Regions from separate parts of the Mus musculus genome. Here all the other regions are linked to region 1. Evidence: chromatin contacts called from public Hi-C and promoter capture Hi-C data. All regions are on one chromosome and are shown on one strand. The core of a region is the stretch at or near the end of the contact, and the rest is flanking DNA. Distances in the headings are between cores, read along the strand shown.

Evidence for each region. Promoter capture Hi-C pulls out the DNA fragments that hold promoters and counts their contacts. A called contact is a pair of places that touch in the nucleus more often than the background predicts.
Region 2: a contact with region 1 is called in a Hi-C map of uterus, with 12 times the contacts expected there. The contact joins two enhancer-like sites. A contact is called at or near these places in 8 of 484 Hi-C or Micro-C datasets (the HPC-7 cell line, adipose-derived mesenchymal stem cells, embryonic stem cells and 1 more), 2 of 115 datasets of contacts at active chromatin or transcription factors (bone marrow-derived dendritic cells and fibro-adipogenic progenitors) and 1 of 9 other capture datasets (embryonic stem cells).
Region 3: a contact with region 1 is called in a promoter capture Hi-C map of the 3T3-L1 cell line, with 4 times the contacts expected there. The contact joins two enhancer-like sites. A contact is called at or near these places in 1 of 39 promoter capture datasets (the 3T3-L1 cell line) and 3 of 484 Hi-C or Micro-C datasets (the 3T3-L1 cell line, cortical neurons and uterus).

What each region holds. Positions count from the first base shown.
Region 1 is chr6:143,861,542-143,864,113 of GRCm38.p6, reverse strand. The region is part of intron 10 of Sox5 (SRY (sex determining region Y)-box 5); the gene reads left to right. Among named protein-coding and RNA genes, the nearest start is that of Gm52484, 31 kb to the left of the region's middle. Within about 2 kb of position 1,288, at least 15 of the 459 cell types and tissues checked have an H3K27ac peak or open chromatin away from gene starts, as enhancers often do. A contact at or near this core is called in uterus, where this site is marked.
Region 2 is chr6:143,615,334-143,617,905 of GRCm38.p6, reverse strand. It overlaps 1700060C16Rik (RIKEN cDNA 1700060C16 gene), which reads left to right. Exons shown (of 5, transcript NR_045732.1): 3 at 2,197-2,431. Among named protein-coding and RNA genes, the nearest start is that of 1700060C16Rik, 35 kb to the left of the region's middle. Within about 2 kb of position 1,270, at least 15 of the 459 cell types and tissues checked have an H3K27ac peak or open chromatin away from gene starts, as enhancers often do. A contact at or near this core is called in uterus, where this site is marked.
Region 3 is chr6:144,073,818-144,076,389 of GRCm38.p6, reverse strand. All of the region lies in intron 3 of Sox5 (SRY (sex determining region Y)-box 5), which reads left to right. Among named protein-coding and RNA genes, the nearest start is that of Gm52485, 89 kb to the right of the region's middle. Within about 2 kb of position 1,284, at least 86 of the 459 cell types and tissues checked have an H3K27ac peak or open chromatin away from gene starts, as enhancers often do. A contact at or near this core is called in uterus, where this site is marked.

The DNA.
Region 1 (2,572 bases), core at 39-2,538:
AAATGACACTGGACGGACACAGGGAGCAAACCCATGCCATGGCTCAACTCTGTAACATATGGTGCGGCTTTCAGAGTTAGCAGACCAGATACCAATTTTAGAATCTAACACAGCGTTACTACTGAAACACAAGGGTCTCCAAAAACAATGTTTATTTCTGAGCCAGCACCTATTTGAACCTCATCGACCCTCCCCACGGCTGGAGTGGCCCTTGCCCCACATGGGTTCAGTTCCTCACCTCACCATCATTTACATTCCCCATCTATCCATATTAACTGTTTTCCTACACAGTGCTATCTTGGCAGTCTGTAAAAAAGCTTAAAGAATTCATGCTTTTATTCAACACCATGTGCTAAACCGTTTCAAATATATTTGTGTTCTGGGGAAGCTAAACAGACCATAGAGAGACTAAATAGAGTATAAAAAGCATGCATCGCCAGGTTGAGTAGAGACAGGGGTCAGGGGCCAGGACAAGCAGACTGGTCTTTTGAGGACTGACTAAACAAGCACACCCAAGCTTATCACAGAAGGGCTGGATTGCTACCCAGAGTACGGCAGGTCGCTATGCACTGGGGAATAACATGTTGAGAGCACTGTTCATGATGCTGGGGAGAGTGTCACTGAGAGCAGGTCTATCCTCAGCCACAGACATCCACCCCAAGCAGTCCTTGGTGTGAACATCATGTGTATTTGAAGCCGCAGTTTGTTCTTTGGATCAATTGCAGTGACTATTTCTAAAAAGCACAGCAATCACTCTCAGTCCCCTCCTCCTTCTATGACCTCATCTGGGACATACTCAAGGACCCAAGAAGATGAGAGGACCAGGATTAGCCTGTGACAAGGAAAGCCAGGACCACCGAGGAACCAAACTTTACCAGTCCTCACCAGAACCGTACTATGTGGGTCTCCCTTCAGTACTCTCAGTAGAATTTTTAAGCAGCGAGAAAATATTTGATGAGTTTTTGGCAATCAGCAGGTCAGACAGAAGAGCTATGCAATGAGGGTGTGTAATCTGACATGATTAGACAAGGCTCTTTAGTACCAGAACATTCATAATGACACAAAGAAAGAGTATTAATAACACTTTCGTAGCAAGGCAGCTAGCCATTTTATATTTCCTTTCTTTAATCTTAGTGTTTTTCAACAAATCGTGGGATTTAATAGCGTGTTTTGGCAGATTAGAGGATTTATGGCCCAGATGTTTTTTGTTCTAAAAATGGATTAGGGTGTAAAGTTTGCTGGAATTCGTGGAACATGTTGAGGCAAGCCGGTCATTTTATGTGTGATTAGTGCCTGCCTTCTGTCTCACAGTCCCTCCATCTGTCACAGCTCACCAATGGATCTGGTTAGATTTAGCCTCGTGTCACAAACAAGTCCCTTTTCTGGGCAATTTCATATTACAGATCCATCTTAGGCCATTTTATGCCCCACTTAAAAGATAGGGAGTGAGCAACAGAATATTAGCCATCCTTTAAATAGTTGCAAAATGCACTGTTTTTTTTTTCTCAATTCTCCTCTACCCTAAAATAATGTTCTGTACAGTAATGCACAGCAAATAAGTCAGTGGCCAGCAGCTCCACTGGGATCAGGTTAACATCACCTCAGCCCCTCACTCAGAGTCCTTTTAGACTATTTTGGCAGAGACCTTGACTAAGCCTGGGCCAGGGAGTTTTAGACCCAAGCTGGCCATTGAGACTGAGTTAACAGAGGCCAGAGTTAATACTACCGATGATGTCTTACTGATTGCGGGTTCTTGGTCATATTGTGTGCCTGAAGTCTAGTCTCCTCATGCCTAGGACTTTAGACCCACAGGAAACCACTGCCACCTGTAGATCATGTTCACGGAAAGTGGATTTATGGGGGTGGGGGAGTGTTTCTTCCAGTCAGCTAATGACTTATCCCATCTGTCACAGACCTGATTGCACTAGCCATACACCCTGACCTGAATTTTCTGATACTCTGAGAGGGAACTGCAGTTGCTATTATCAGCGCATAGATCTTAGAGGGCAACTGACTGAACCTCCGAGTTTCATATTTTTAAACTTTGGAATACTTTACGTTTGAGGCTGAAAAGATGGCTCAATGGTTAAAAGCACGTACTACTCTTGCAGAGGAGACAAGTTTGGTTCCCAGTAGCCATCTTGGTTCACAGCTGCCTGTGACTCCAGTTGCAGGAGATCCAAGGACCTCTCCTGGCCTATGTGGACACTGCACACATACACACAGGGAGACACACACAGACATACACACATGCAAAAACACATGCATACATGCATGCACAATTCAAATCAAAATCAATCTACATTTGCAGGTATAAATTTGTGAACATTTAGAAGCAATCAGATATGCTGTGTGTGTGTCTTTCTACTGTGGATGAATGTGGTATTCTCATATATGACTGCTTGCTCATTCATTCATTCATTCATTCATTCATTCCGCATGGGTTCCATGAAGACATTAGGAACCCTCAGATCCCTCAGAACCCACCGCCTCCTCCTCACCCGCACCCCCAACCAAGTAATGACCAAAACTCAGCTTCTCCCTCTCCCATGCACTTGGTACATCTATTGTG
Region 2 (2,572 bases), core at 21-2,520, 250 kb after region 1:
ACCTAAGACTGCTACGAGGGGCTGAGTGGTGTGGTCTGAGCTTGTTGGCATTCTAAGACATCTTTATGAGTGATTTAATCACAGCTAGTGAATGGAAATAAAGATTCAGTTTGGTCTCGGTCTCCTGCGATCCCAGTGGGCTTCTGAGCACAGGGTGGGGGGACTGAGTCACACACAGCCCACGGATGACCAGAGGACTGGGTCTTCTGGATGACAAGAGGACTAGGTCCCCCCAGATGAGTGACTTCATCTGTACTTTGTCACTTTCCCTGACTTTGTAGGGGACTCCATGGGGGCAGAGAGGGGTTGAAAAGCCTGCTCAGTGTTCACTGAAAGTAAATCTACTTTGTGAGGCAGCCATCTGGGGGATGGGGTGAGGGGGGGGGCAGACTGTGATTTTAATACCTGTCCCACTCAGCCTGCTCAGGTCTCCACCAGAACGCTCAAGGTCTAGGCCTGCATCTGTGCTCTGTAACAAATTTACTTTATAGTAGAAGACACATCTCTCATGTGTGGACAATAATTCCCTCTTCTTCTCTCAACCTGTTTCCTGTTGGTTCAGCACCCAGCCTTACTGATGCCCAATATCTAGCATGAGAAACACACAACTCAGCACCAAGCACTAGAGACACACAACTCGACATAAAGCACTAGAGACACACAGCACTAGAGACACACAAGTCAGCACCAAGCACTAGAGACGGGAAACTCAACACACAGCACTAGAGACACACAACTCAACACCAAGTACTACAAACATACAACTCAGAACAACACTAGGTCTATACAACTCAACACTAAGCACTAGTGATATAATACTCAGTACCAAGTACTAGACACTCACAACTCGACACCAAGCACTAGCGTTATGTAACCGAGTTGCTGGTAAACAACTCAGCACCAAGAATAACTCACCACCATGCATTTTTAATACACAGCACCATGTGTCAGTGACACACAACTTAGCCACCAGCAGAAATGACCCCAAATTTGCAGACTAAGTGTACCCATGAAGTCATAACAAGATAAATAATTCCCAGAGTCCTAATGTTGCTTCATGCATGGATCATATGTAGCCACTGCTCATGGGAGGAAATTCTACACTACAGAAAATACACGAAGCAACAGGACATAAACTCTCCCACAGTCACCACAGACAGCCTGCAACACGTTATCAGCTCTCATCTCCTTACAGGCCAGTAAAGGAAGAGTCATCTAACCCTGACAACAGAGTTTCCTTCAGCTGACCCAGTGCTGACACACCAGGATGAAATGTTCTTTTTCCCAGAATGCTCCATGACACTGTTTATAGAAGGTGCTGAAAGTGCCAGAGAGAGTAGCGCTGGCCTCCCCCGCCATCTTGGGGCCTCAGCCAATGCAGTGAAAATGTCCTAGTATCATGTCCATTGTTTAGATCTTTCATTCACCGCAGTCCCTCACATAAAATGCAGTACAAAGTCTCCTCCTTTGACTTCCACAACTAGCAAAAGCCTCAATTAATTTGTCCATCTATCCACAAAAGCAACAAGGAAAACAGACACATGGAAGCCTGGGCCTTAAAGCTTAGTGGAGGTGGAGATTTTCTCAGGGTAGGGATAGGTCTCCCTCCTCAAGTCCGTAGACAGAAGCTCTTAATGTGAGACTGGGGTTCAGTAAGCACAAGCTAACACCGATGCGCTCCACAAAAGAGAGCTGAGTCTGACCGGATGGCAAGATGCAGCCCAGACATTTGTTAGAGGAGTTAAAGAGAAGCAGAAGACCACTGTGGTGGGAGAGGCTCAGAGGCCGCTTGAGGCCCTTCCAGTGGGAGGAAGCACTGGGGATCTGGGCCGAGTGGGCATTCACGGGAAGAGGAAAGGCAGGGAAGAGGCAATGTGGGTGAGGGAGGGCTTTGGCTGTTAGCTATCATCTCAGTCTATGTGCACGTATGCATGCACATGCATGTGTTACTGTGCATGTATGAATGTATACGTGTGTGAATGTACTAAGTTGGGCACGGCAGAATCGCCTCAGAAATGGTATTTTTATATGCTGTTTATAACAGGTATGTGTGTGTGCATGTGTGTGTGTGTGTGTGTTTGTGGGTATATATAGTTGTGCATATATGAGGGTACATGTGGAAGCCAGAGGAGCATTTTGGGTGTCATTCCTTGGGCACCATCTTCCTTGAGTTTTGAGTCAAGGTCTCTCTTCCAGGAACTGAGGCTCTCCTGCAAGTCCCACGGATCCACATGCGCTATGCTGATGAGCAGCAACCACCACACCCAGAATTGTTTCATGAGGTCCTGGAGTTCCGTCTCAGCCCTGGCCTTGCACAACAGTTGACTTGATCGGCCTCTGCCCCAGCTTCAACAGCTTCCAGGATTGTTGAGGTGGCTCACACAGGCGGGCCTCAGGCTGCTCTTCTTTGGAATGCCTGAAGAATGCTGTGGTATGTACCACAGCTGGGGTGGTCTGGCAGGAAAGGTAGGACAATCGGCAGTGCAGCCTCTTGTCAGCTTGCAGGACGCATCCAGCCCACAGGTAGCAGCATCACGGAGCTCTTTGTGATTTACTAGATCTTCCTGAAGAT
Region 3 (2,572 bases), core at 35-2,534, 210 kb before region 1:
AAAATCATGACACTTAAGAAGTGATTGTGACACAATAAAATTCACATAAACACGGGGAAAATTATTTAAGTGGTGAAAAATAATATCTTCTGGCAATTAAGGAGAACGCATAAAGGAGGAAACGGCAGCGACTGCTGCAGCTCCCACGTTCGCTTTGCCATTTTCCCGTTATTACTGTAGCGATCTTCGCACAGAGCCCAGATTGCTAGGTGCACGTTGTCTGTGCTGATGCTCTTTAGGCACAGATGTAAAGGAGTTATTGGTTTGCTTTGCCCTTCGCTCTCTTCAGAATACTTAGCGGAAGCATCCTGTGACAGATACCGCCAAGAACAACTCCTTGAGATGAGCTTCATCAAGGGGAAGTGTGGTTTGCTGTGGCCTGGTTTGGGTGTCCTTTAATCCTATGGCCAGCTTCCGATTTCCTTGTTTGGGTTGAGTACCTATTCTCATCCTTACACACGCACCCTGGCATCCAAAACCAGACTGGATTCAGTTACCTGCATCCAGACGGCAAAATTGGGCTTCTGCTTCTACCACCTCCCTGTGTATGCTCCTTGTAGACCTCAGAATGAAACTGGGCATATTGGTAAAGGTGCTCGTGGCTTCTAGGTCTCTTAAAAGCTGTTTGCTCGCCTTCCAGGAGTGGAAGAGACGCTTGTTACCTTAGCACATTAGAAGACGAGTGGCTGGGGACTGAGTTAATATTTTCCCAAGTGCTGCTAAGAAATGGGCTGGTTTACACGTGAGCATTTAAAAGCTGCTTCTGCCTCGAAACTCAGTATTTGAGACAGGTTAGTCAGAAACGCTAAACTATATGAGTCCTTCTTGTCTGTAAGGGATCGGTTCCAAGCCCAAGCGGGTTCCTGAAAGCACACTCAGAGCTGATCCATATGGATACTATCTGTTTTCGTTTTTCTACACAGTTATGATAAAGCTTATGAAATAGGAACACAGAGAGATTGACAGTAATTGCTATTGATAAAATAGGGCAAGCTTTAAGAATACATTATGTGTAATAAAAGAAGATAAAGCCTCCTGAAAGACTGAAGTCAAATATTAGCACCCACTGTAAAGCCAACCTTAGAGACGAGCTGACTGTCACATGTGCCACAGACATAAAACTTGCCTACAGTTAGAAAAATATATTTTTGAAGTTAAGACTTAAGAAGTCTGTTTGAAATACATCTGCCACATCCCTTCCAGATAAATGCTAGGGAAAGCGAGCCCATGGCTCACGTGTGCTAGCTGGAAGCTTTCCCGGTAGTAGTGAGACTCGTAGTGACTCACTCATATATTCTGGGCAGCTCCTGATTGATAGCATGTGGCCAAGGAACAGCTTCAAACCGTCTCACATTGGTGTTTAACCCATGAGTCATTGCTCCTGATCTATGCCCATGATGTTTTAATTTAAGAAATACCGAGTTCTCCTTTAAGAGCAGGCTGGAAATCGACAGACTAAAACCCAAGGGGGATGGGGCCCTTCCTTCGAGTGTCATTGACTAGAAAGGATAGTTTCCATTCTGTCCCCGTGAAGGCCAGTTCTAGATGGAGTAGTGGGGAGCCCCACGTGCTCCTTCAAGATTGCAGGAAGTAAGTGTCTTTGCTTACTCTTCAAATATTAAATCTGAGTCCTCTCTCCCTGCTTCCCCTTCGCATCTGCCTGTTCCCTGTCTCCCCTCCTTCTCCTCTCCTCCTCTGTTAAATACATTAACTGCCTTACCTGAAACCTGGATTTCTTGCCTGAGTTGCTTTATTGTTTCTGCCAGTGCGTAGTATAGATTTGTGGCTTCTATTGAAGGTTGGGGGAGACTCTTTTTCACTTGAATGTGGTATTGTTTCCATGTGAATAAAAGAGCCACAGATCGACTTTATATATAGTTTATAAATAATTATACATATACACGCATATATATATATATATATATATAATATTTCTAGACTTTTTTATATTTATAGGCTTCTTTAGCTGTAACACACCACCAATATTTAATATAGTGTTACGCTTTAAACATAGTTTCTTCCTCTATTCCGATTGAGTAGTACCTGCCACAGTTTTAATCCAATTAATACTTATTAAATTGTTTTGACTCATAATGTAGAATTATTTGCTTAAGCTGATCTGAAACATATAATCTACACTTTCTAAGTTCTTGTCAATGCGAATCAAGATCTGCTGTGCCAGTCTTGGCAAAAGCTCAGCAGAAAATAGAATATTCATATCTGGTTACCAGAGCTCTAGGCGTACTGAAGCGTTCCTCAGCTTCCTCTGTGGACAGAGGCAGGATTTCATCATGCCCCATTCTTAGGCAGAGACACAATCGCTTCTATTAAACAGTGTTCTAGCATGGTATCATTAGTCTGCATTGAGGAGTTTAAAAAGAAAAAATTCGTGAAAACAGCTATTATGAGAATGCGGTTCGCTGAATCAACTCCAATGTTCCTTCCATTAATGAGGACCCGGAAGACAGTTCCCACTCAGGCTTGTGTGCCACCAAGCTCTTGTCACACCTAGAGCTAACTTAGTGTCACCTGATTCACTTGATATAACCAGAAGCAGCTTAGGCACTAGATC